2 separate regions of the Rattus norvegicus genome follow, and region 1 is linked to region 2. The links are chromatin contacts, called in public Hi-C maps. All regions are on one chromosome and are shown on one strand. The core of a region is the stretch at or near the end of the contact, and the rest is flanking DNA. Distances in the headings are between cores, read along the strand shown.

What was found. A called contact is a pair of places that touch in the nucleus more often than the background predicts.
Region 1: a Hi-C map of kidney shows a contact between it and region 2, with 5 times the contacts expected there. The contact joins two enhancer-like sites. A contact is called at or near these places in 9 of 12 Hi-C or Micro-C datasets (the A7r5 cell line, Schwann cells, frontal cortex and 5 more).

The regions. Positions count from the first base shown.
Region 1 is chr17:18,584,471-18,589,467 of GRCr8, reverse strand. No RefSeq gene overlaps it. Among named protein-coding and RNA genes, the nearest start is that of Stmnd1, 40 kb to the left of the region's middle. Within about 2 kb of position 1,592, at least 6 of the 93 cell types and tissues checked have an H3K27ac peak or open chromatin away from gene starts, as enhancers often do. A contact at or near this core is called in kidney, where this site is marked.
Region 2 is chr17:18,093,358-18,098,799 of GRCr8, reverse strand. Kif13a (kinesin family member 13A) reads right to left here. Exons shown (of 37, transcript NM_001107462.1): 12 at 4,159-4,289; 13 at 2,532-2,618; 14 at 2,267-2,433. Among named protein-coding and RNA genes, the nearest start is that of Rpl27-ps4, 75 kb to the left of the region's middle. Within about 2 kb of position 1,494, at least 1 of the 93 cell types and tissues checked has an H3K27ac peak or open chromatin away from gene starts, as enhancers often do. A contact at or near this core is called in kidney, where this site is marked.

The DNA.
Region 1 (4,997 bases), core at 343-2,842, 490 kb before region 2:
CTAGTTCCGGGTCATCGGCTCCACAAGCCTTCTCCCGAACTTCTCTGAACTCCATTTTCTTTCTTATTCACGTTGCTCATCCAGGCCCCACCCCGGGTCTTTGCTTTCTGGCTGAATATACTAAAATACACTTAGCACACAGCACCAAAGTTCTTGTCTGCTCATTGTTCTCCGTTCGATGCCTCCTGTCGACTTTACCTCCACGATTCCATCAAGTCTGTTCTTTCTACCGTCAAGGCTTGTTGAACCAAAGGGACAGCTCTGCATTGTGCTTGATGGCTTACCATGCCCTCTTTCTCAAAGCATTCCCTTCCCATGCCCTCTTGACTTCTCGGAAGCTCACTGGATGTTCTGTGTCCTGCCTTGGGTGGGCCCCACACTTAGTAGTCCAGAACTTTCCCCACCAGGCGGCTTTTCATTTCTGTCTATGAGTTTATCCTTGGCAAGCTTGTGCAGTGTGATGGGAAAGACTATCCACACAAGAGTGGCTCCTTGCTGTTTATGGCCCTGCACATCGTCTACCCAGGCTCCTCTTGGCTTCTTCATCAGCATCTCAGTAGAATACATCTGTGGGACAGCTCTCTGTCTCTTCTAAAGGCTTTTCTCTCACAGAAAATAACAAACAGGAGCTCCCTGTGGTTCAGGACCTTGATGCTGTCTTTGATTTCCGCTCTCATTTTCTCTCCCCTGGGTATGTATGGAAGAAACTTTCAGATGCCATTCCTCAAGTACCATCCACCTTTTTTGTTTTTTGAGACAGTTTTCCATTGCCCAGTGACTGACAGAGTAAGGTAGGCTGCCTGACCGAATCTATCTCTGCTTCTCTCCTGCTGGGATTAGAAACATTTGTCTCCTGTTAATAGAAGTCATTACACCTGACTTACAATTTTTTTTTTTAGAATGTAGATTCTGGGGGGTGGAACTCAGGACAAGACCTCTACCGACTGAGCTGTCAGCCCCGCTCTTTTTTCTCACACTAGCTAGCTAGCTTTAGTAAATCTTGCCAGGGCTCAATTTCAAAAATGTATTTGCACATAATGAGTATGTCTACCCACCTCCATCCACTGATCCTTGTGCCGGTCACCACCCTTTCTCTCCTGGCCAATCATGAGGGGTTTTTGGCTCATCTGCCAACCCTGTCTTGTTTCCTTCCACCTACTCTGAATATGACAGCCATCTTATTAAACTATAAATGTCTGAAACACCAGAGTTTTCCAGGTCAAGCCAGAATGGGCCCAGTGTGCTATGCAGCCATGCATAACCAGCCCCTGTTCTCGGACCTTGCTTGGATCGATTTCATGGCCACTCAGTCCAGCCATCACGTCCCTTGCTGTTGCTTCCTCACACCAGGGTTCACTTTACCCAGATGGCTTCAAAGACCATTCTTCATTCTCTTCTGGAGCAAGGTGCTCTTCTCAGACCATTTGGTTTAAAGCCACGATCTCTCACTGCTGCCACCATCCTCAAAACTGTTCCGACCATTGCCCACCAGCTCACTTCTGCCATGATTCTGTTAGCTGAACTCACTTCTCTCCATAGTGATTGGCACTGCCACATTGCACAACCAGAGAACAGGATCCATGCAGCAACTGGTGTTTGTTTTGTTCATGGCTGCAATGCCTAGGCCAGCAAGAGCACCCACACAGCACTGACCCTCACGCAAACCTGTTAAGCAAATGAATTAATCAATGATTACTCCACGCTGAATTAGCAATTGGATCCCAGGAGTCTTCTCGGCACACACAACATCACCCATTACTCCTGTCACGACACGCAGAGCCTTGCCTTTCCAAAGAACAACACAGGCAGATCTCCAAGTCCTTGGTCAATGTTTTATTGAAAGAGAAGATTAAAACTCAGAATAAACCAACTCATATGCTTCTGTAAATCATTTACGAACATACGCACTGCCAACAAGTACCTTCCCTCCAGCCAATTTCTATCTGAATGTACAACTCCTAATGCCTTAAATTCTTCAACACTGGAAATGAAAGATGTGTTTTATAAAACGCCATCCAGGAGACAGAGCAAAACTTCTCATGCTCAGAATCATTTACAGATTTAAGCTCTCCTCAGCCTGATCCTGGTTTTAGACGCTTGAAAATGGATGGCAGTAATTTGTATGTTAAATCATGCTGGATCTCTCCTGTAACTGTGCCCTGAGATACTTGCATCCATCTTAATAAAAAAAAGGAGATGCCTTGCGTTTTCCCATCCTCCAAATTGCACCGTGCCTGATGTTTCAGAACTGAAGAGTTTTATTAAGTCGTTGCCCTGCTACTTGTCAGGTGAAATAACACGTCAGTTTATTTGCTTCATGGGGTACCATGTTGTCTCTTGTGGCAAATACAGTTAAAATGCCTAGCACTCAGAGAGAACAGGGTAGGAAATAGGAAAATCACATTCATTCCGACATAGAGATATGGTGGCCTGAGGAAGTTGCTTTGAGACATAGTCATCCTTTTTATAGTACCTAACCGTAAAAGCAACCTCTGGGTTCAGCTAAATTGATTAAGGCGTGGAGCTGGCTTTTTAAGGAAAAAGGGAGCCATCCCTGCTTTTCATAGCTTGTTCTTGACTATCCAGTGTTTTGTTTTGGGGAATCAATGTTTATTTAGTATGTCGTGTGTGCTGGCCACTGTGGGGAGTCTCCGATATGAAAATAATTAAACGTGACTTAATTTGTAGGCGTCCAGCATCTATTCAAAGAGGAGAGAGCCAGGCAAATAGGGAGTGAAAGGCACACAGAATAGGAGCCTGGGGAGAAGAGGGAAAGACTGCACACCAGTGAGGGCTCTGTGAAGGCTCCATAAAGTGGGTGATACTTAAGCAGAACCGTGGCTGATAGGAGTCCACCCAAGATAGAAACTGGAGAAGAAAACAACACACAGACAACAAAATATGCAACAACAACAAAAAATAAAACCTCCAGGAGAGGATGTGTGCACAAAGCCTAGAGATGTGAGGGAAAGAGAAAGGTGAAAGATAGGGAAGTGTTGTGGGACCAGATCAGGGATGAGGTGTGGCAGAAGTGCTGCGATGCCAGAGAACTGTGCTTTAACAGTGTTTGGGCTTTATCCTGCAAAGCAGTCAAGCGTTGTGGGCATTAAATGATGGTGGTTGTCTTTGAGAGACGTCACAGTGCTCCTCTGAGTGTGGTCCTGGACCAGCAGCAGAGCATTTGGGAATCTGACAGTAATTCAGATCCTCAGACCCTTCTAGTCTTCAGGGCAGAAGAATCCATGCACTGGGCGTGGGGATCGATTGGAACGAAGTCTGTGAAGGATGCTGATGCTCACCCTGAACTGAGAATCTTTGTGCTGGTACCAGAGGGTGTGGATTTAATAGAATCTCTACAGACATCCCCAAAAGTCTCAGAACTGGGGATAGTAAGCTGGATCTATGCTCGGGCAAGTCAGGATGGATTGTGGAGTGACAGAGGACACCTGAGAGGTATGTACATGACTGTGGCTAACGTCTCGGGTGACTATCAAACTGTCTACATGAACAAAAACCCATCTTCTTCCCTCTAACCCTGCCTTTCTGTATAGGGAATGTGTTATGGCCTTCTCTTCCCCTCTAGTTCTCTCATCTTCCCCAGAGTTTGAGTTTTCTATTCATGGAAACCTTTCCCCTTGCAAAGCTGTTCAACTCTTTGCTCTTTAGGGAGTTTCTGGTACCTTCCCCCTTCTCCACAGAGGATATCTTCCACTTATAATATTCAAGCTGGCAGAAACCATGACTGTCCAAAGTAGACAGATCTTCATCCTGGCCACTCAATAAATCCTTTAGAAGGAAAAAAATGTACATGTTCAGGGTCACCCTCAAGGTAAGTGAATTAGAATCCCTGGGAGTGAAGTATTTGTAAAATATTCCCCCAGTGATTCTAATATGCAAGTGGCATGGAGAACTATAAACTGTATTTAATAAGGTCAGAAGAAGAGGTTCCAGGGCCTTGGAAGAATAGCTTCTCCTGTGAGTCAGATTCCCCCAAGAGATAGTGTCCTCTGGAGAGGTGGAGAGAATGATGCGGTTGTCCTTTCTGGCACAGATGCAAGACAAAGGCAGCTTCAGGGCTCTCCTCAGCAGGGAATGGGATAAAGGCAATTCTGTAAAAAGTACAAGTGCTCAAAGGAATAATAAGTGCTTATCTTATCCGTTACAAATAAATTAAAAAGAAGAAGAACTTGATGAGTCCCAGGAATCACAGGCTCATTCTGGAGTCCTGCAACATAGTATATACTGCTATCCATGTTACACAGCATAGGTATATGTAACAGATGGGGTTGATACATTTTATGTTTTCTTTATCAATCACAGATAGAACATATACATACATGAATATAAAATAGTCTTAAGGTCTACAGTCTGGTTGCTGCATTCTGAGGGATGGCATTCATATGTGTAAAACAATTTCCATTATCTCACGGAAAGAAATTTCTAAAGAAACCAGCCCCACTTTAATTATAATTTTAGTCTATAATGTAGAAGAGGAATTGAACTAATTTTTAAAATTATAGTTTACTCAAAATAAAAATATGTACTGCTTTTATTTATGTGTAGCATGTATGCATGCAGTGCCAGCAGAGTCCAGAAGAGGAAGTCAAATGCCATAGAACTAAAATTAAAGAGGTTTTGAGCAGCCATATGTGTGCTGGGAATGGAATCCAGGTTCTCTGCAAGAGTGTCAAGTGCTCTTAGCCACTGAGTCGTCTCTCTAGTCCCAACTTTTAATCATTTCTAATGATAAGCTAATATTAAACTACAAGTGTTCTGCTACAATGTAATCTGCATTTATGTCAGCGAGTGTCGGCCGTTCAGTTGGTTGTGATGTGGTTTGCTCGCTGTGTGACTAATAATGATGGTTGTGTTCCATAGCAGAAGAATGGACTCTCTCTCTCTCTCTCTCTCTCTCTCTCTCTCTCTCTCACACACACACACACACACACACACACACACACACACACACACATTTACCTCTCTGTTTATAAAATATG
Region 2 (5,442 bases), core at 245-2,744:
TAAATAATACATGCTCCCCCCCCCTCCCCCGCGCGCACAAAATGCACTGCATGACCAGCAGCAGGTTTTGTAAATAAGGACTCTTGTAAAGAAGCTGTGTCTACGGAGACTGGCTGATTTCAGGACCGTGGAGAGACTGCAATGGTGCAGGTCTTAGGTTAGTGCTAGCCCTCTGGAAGGGCCCACCCTTGCCCACCTGTGTCTGAGCTAACATCCTGTGACTAACAGATAAAAACCATTTCGAATCATTAACGTAACAGACCACTAGCTTTCGCCAGCCCCAAATCTAAGAATATCACGGATAGCATCTCGGGCTTATAGAAAAGCTTGTCCCATCTGGCCATACCCGCCTCTCTCATGTACCCACTGACGTGTTTAAAACGTCCCTTGATGTATGACTTCCTCTGTTTCGTAAAATGATAAAACTTCCATTTGAAATATGGGATTTAAGGCAACCTAAACATGTGTCTCCAAGTTACGGTCATTCGAAAACGGTTCTAGAAGGAAGTACCTCTTATTTTTAGTAAATAAAATAAAATAAAATAGGTCCTACGGGTGCTGGTAGAGGGCATCGGCAAGAGCATTAGAAATGACTCCCACCGGGATGTGAAGAGAGTCCATCTGCAGGAGAAAAAGAAGTTCCTAATCCTAGATGTGAGAAACCGGCCCATAACCTTGGCTGGTCCCTAACAGTCTTTATTTTAGAGCTGGCTTCAGAAGAACTTGGGGAAAGGTTGGTAGTGTTTGATTTCCACGTGGGAAAGAGGTGTCGTTGCTCTGCGCTAGACTTTCTTCTACTTTATTTTCATTTTTGATATGCACGGATGGGTCTATGGGTGCATGAATGTTCAGAGGGGTGTGTGGGTGCACATGTGCGTGCATGCACGTAGAGGCCTAAGGCTAACATCAAGTACCTTTGCTATATTATGTATTAATGTAGGTCTCTCCCTGGAACCCAGAGCTCACCAAGTCCTCAGATCCAGCTAGGCAGCTTGTTCCAGGGATCCTGTTTCCACTCCCCCATGCTGGATGACAGGTGGGGTGCCGTGGGTTCTGAGGACCAGAATGTTGGCCCTCGGGCTTGCAGAGCAAGCTTTTAACTTGCAGAGCTATTTCCCCAGCTTCCTCTTTTATGACTACAGGCAGATGAGCTGGGTTTTAGGTCAGAACTTACTCTAGAGGTCTCAGTGATTACAGAGAGAACAGAGGTTACATTTAAAAGTGCCATGGTCTCTGCAGGAATGAAGCCATTAGTCACAGCAGCAGTTAACACAAAGACGCTCTCCTGTGCAGCTGGGCTTATAAGGAACAGGACAGCTGGAAGGTACCAGAACTGGAATGGGGTTCAGGTATCATTTTGGGGAAGAAAACATTCCTCAGTCACGGTCAAGAAGCAGTTCTGTCAGGCAGAAAACCTTTGCTTCACCTCAGTACTGCCCTGTTAGACCTGGCCAAAGCTCGAAGCACACACCATCCCTCAGCGGCCCTGGTGGAAGCCAGCCAGGTTCCCGCATGCTAAAGCAGCAGTTAAGAACCTCTCTCCCAGTGTTGGTGAACCAGCTTCGTCTGAAACCACAGGAGGGGGAAGAGGATCTTCAAATAGGACCACCACGGGGACGACCACCAGGCAGACAGGCTTACGATCGGGAAGCCACCTAGCGGGAGACGGAATTCTGAGGACACCAAGGCCACCAGCTCATATGGCTGCATCAGGGCATGCAACCCTCGGGGGCGATTGGTAGAGTGAGGTAGGCATTGTCCTATGCAGGTAAACGACCTAAAGAACAGTTCACTTTAAACATCGTTTTTACCAAAGGTCTTTGAGCCTGTCGGTTAAGTAAGTCTCTTAGGAAGTAGTTTCCAAGTGAGCCCATAGTAAATGCTTCCTTTTTATATTCAAAATTCCTGGATCCGTATTTTTTCAGCGACTTTTTCATTCTCCCAGAAATGACAAGACCAATGGTGGAAAATTTGATAAAAAAAAAAAAAACAAAAAAAACAAAAAACTTTGTCAGATCCATTCAGTAAATGCTCTGTGACCATGGAGATGTTATTATAACTGGCTTTGGGGACAAGAAGTCCCCAAAAGGGGGCCATCTGCATACTCCCTGGTTCCACCTGAGTTTTCTCTGCAGTCTTGATGGTACTCTTTGCTGATGATGGCCTCTCAGTAAATAAAGGACTGGCCATGTCTAAGCTTTGGGATGGCTCTGCTTCTATACCAGTGTCCCTCGGGGACTGACCTACAAAGGAGCCGATGTCTTACCATTGCTGTTCAGTGTTTTCATGATGACCTCCATCTGTGCGAACTCGTAGTTGTAGTCTGGTTCTGAGGAGGCCTCACTCGCAGCGTCTAGATCATGCTCCGTGGCGCTGGTTTCTTTCTCAAAGTCTTTCAGCCAGTCCCGCCGTTTCCTCTTAGGCAAGTTAATTCTGTGGAGGTTTCCATCATTGGATAATATCAGCTTGATGTATACATATCAGGGGAAAAAAATGGAAATAAAAAATGCTAGAGAGCATGAAGCTGTTACCTGAAAAAGTGGTTGTTTCCCCATAAGATCCTGTCACCATGCCACAGCTGGGTCACGCTGCAGACCAGGGTGCCATTTACACAGGACCTGGAGGGACACAAAGGAAGGCGCCAGTTGGAGAGAAGACGGTAGCCTCAAGACTCAAAGAGGTGACAGGGAATGGTCTCCTAATGGGTGTATTCTGGGAGACATTTGAAAGAGTGACAGCAACCGTCTCAGCCGTGAGCCAGGGCCTGCCAGGTCCCCTCAAAGAGGGATCCCCAACTCTGTGTGCTTCTAATGAAGAGGGAAAGCATTCCATAACATTTACAAACCAGGGCTGGGGAGATGACTCATTAGGCAAAGCTAGTGTGAGGACCTGAATTCAGATCCCCAGAACCCACGTTAAGCTGGAGTAGTAGCACAACTGTAGTCAACGTTCCCAGGGAGACAAGGAAGGCAGACACAGAACCCCTGAAGGCGCCCAGGCCGGCCAGTGCTGCCTATGCAGTGCTGGACAAGAGACTCCACCTCAAACAAGGTGGAAGGGGAAGGGTGTCACATGTGCGGCTGTCCTCTGATCTTCACTCCGGATCACACAGACACACACGCAGACATAGACATAGACATAGACACAGACACATAGACATAGGCACACACAGATGTAGAAACAGACACACAGACATAGGCATACACGCAGACATAGACACAGACATGGACGCATATACAGTGACACAGACACACAGACACACAATGACACAGACACACAATGACACAGATATACACAGACACACACACAGACGACACACAGACACACACACGCTCACATATTAAAGCACCACAAAACCTAAAATACATATATTCAACAGCTCATTAAAAATAAGTTTGGTGGCAATTTATAAACAAAATATGGATGTGGGAAGGTAGTTAGTTAAAAGTAAAAACCTTAAAGGATGCTCAGGGAAATCTGATGACAAAATGTGGTGGAAATGATATTTACTTTAAGTTACATTCTCATACAATCTCTCACTAGTAAAGTTCTGGGCTTCACAGGACTCTGACGCCTGAACTTTTGAAATTGATTCATGAAAACATATACACTTCGGTGTAGTACTTTAACCTCGACTTCTGAGGCTTTGCTGTAATAGCGCTAAAAAGGGCTCTCTGTTCGTCCTCAAAGTAACCATGCTGCTATGATTTCAATATGCAAAGCCTCCACAGGTCATGTGCTAGAACACGTGCTTCCCACTGGGTGGCGCTGTGTCCAAGGGTTGTGGGATTTGGGAGGCGGAGCCTCACTGGAGGAAGTGAGTCACTGGGGGCGGACCTTGGGCGATAAAGCTACCCAGTGTCTAGATTTCTGGCTTTCCGAAGTCACGTGACAGTGCTGGGGCTGCTTCAACCCCTCACAGATTCTTCACCACCCCACCAGCCAAGCCTGCCACCACAACTTCCTAGCCAATATGGACCATACTCTAAAATCACGAGCCAAAATATACCCTTCCCTTGGTTTTTGTTTTTGAATTTTTATTTATTTGGTTTTGTTTGTTTCTGGTTAAGGCAATGGTAATGGTAACTAATACACCCTCTGTGACCAGAGAGTAAATCCTCTAGGATACCTAGTGCAGCCTCCACAGCCGCCTCCTACCTTGCGTTTTCTTTGGGCGTGAGAGTGATATCTCCATCCGTTGCGATGTCGATCTCACAGTGCTCGGGCTGAATCCCTATTCCAAAGAGCTGGATGTCCTGAGAGGTATCAGCACCCACCCGCGTGTGATCCTAGAACATACAATTGAAGATGGGAAACCAAGTTCACAAGAGACTTAGACAGAAATGCTTGTAAGCACATGGGATAAATCAGGAGTATGAAATTAATCGCACTGGAAATCAGGAACATCAAAGGCCAAGGGTGGGCTGGCGAGATGTCTCATTGAAGGACAGCGTTCATCACCAAGCCTAATGACCTGAGTTCAATCCCCAGGGCCTATGTGGTGTTAGAAAATCATTCTCTGACCTCTATTCACACTCTGTGACATGTGCATGCCTTCTATAGATAGATAGATAGATAGATAGATAGATAGATAGATAGATAGATAGATAGGGAGAGATAGACAGACAGACAAGCACATAACAATATTTTTTAAGCTAAAAGCTTACCTTGAAACAATTTTTAAAAATGTTTAAACTCTACCAACACCTGTTCCTGTATCAACGGTGATTAGGCATTATTTTAAAACGTAAGAAAATTGGGTTTAGCAGTAGCAGACACCGAATTCTCATTCTGGATTGAATATTTACTATTTGAAGTGGGTACCTGTATGCCATTTCCTCCTAAGCCTCAGTCGGGTAAACTGAGGAGGAAGGCAGCGAGGTGGGCCATCTGCGATTGGGGTTGGTGCTGATAGCAGTCAATGACACCCCACCCCCAGTGACAACTGACCAGGTTGGGACTGACAGTGCTGCAGTTGACTTAGCAAAACTCAATTAGGTGGGCCCGGTACTCACTGTGACTAGGAACTCTTTTAACTCTTAAGGGGCAGGCAAGAAAGAAAAGGAAAACTCGGGCCAGCCCTGATCTTGCTACATAGTGAAAGATGAGCCTGAATTCCCAATCTCTCTGGCCTACTGATGATGTGTGTATGCTTGGCCCCGTGGGGTGGCACTATTTGGAGGTGTGGCCTTGTTGGAGTAGGTGTGTCACTGTGGGTGTAGGCTTTAATACCCTAGTCCTAGCTTCCTGGAAGTCAGTCTTCTGCTAGCAGCCTTCAGATGAAGATGTAGAACTCTCAGCTCCTCCTGCACCATGCCTGCCTGGACGCTGCCATGTTCCTGTCTTGATGATAATGGACTGAACCTCTGAACCTGTAAGCCAGCCCCAAATAAATGTTGTCCGTATAAGAGTTGCCTTGGTCATGGTGTCTGCTCCAGCAGT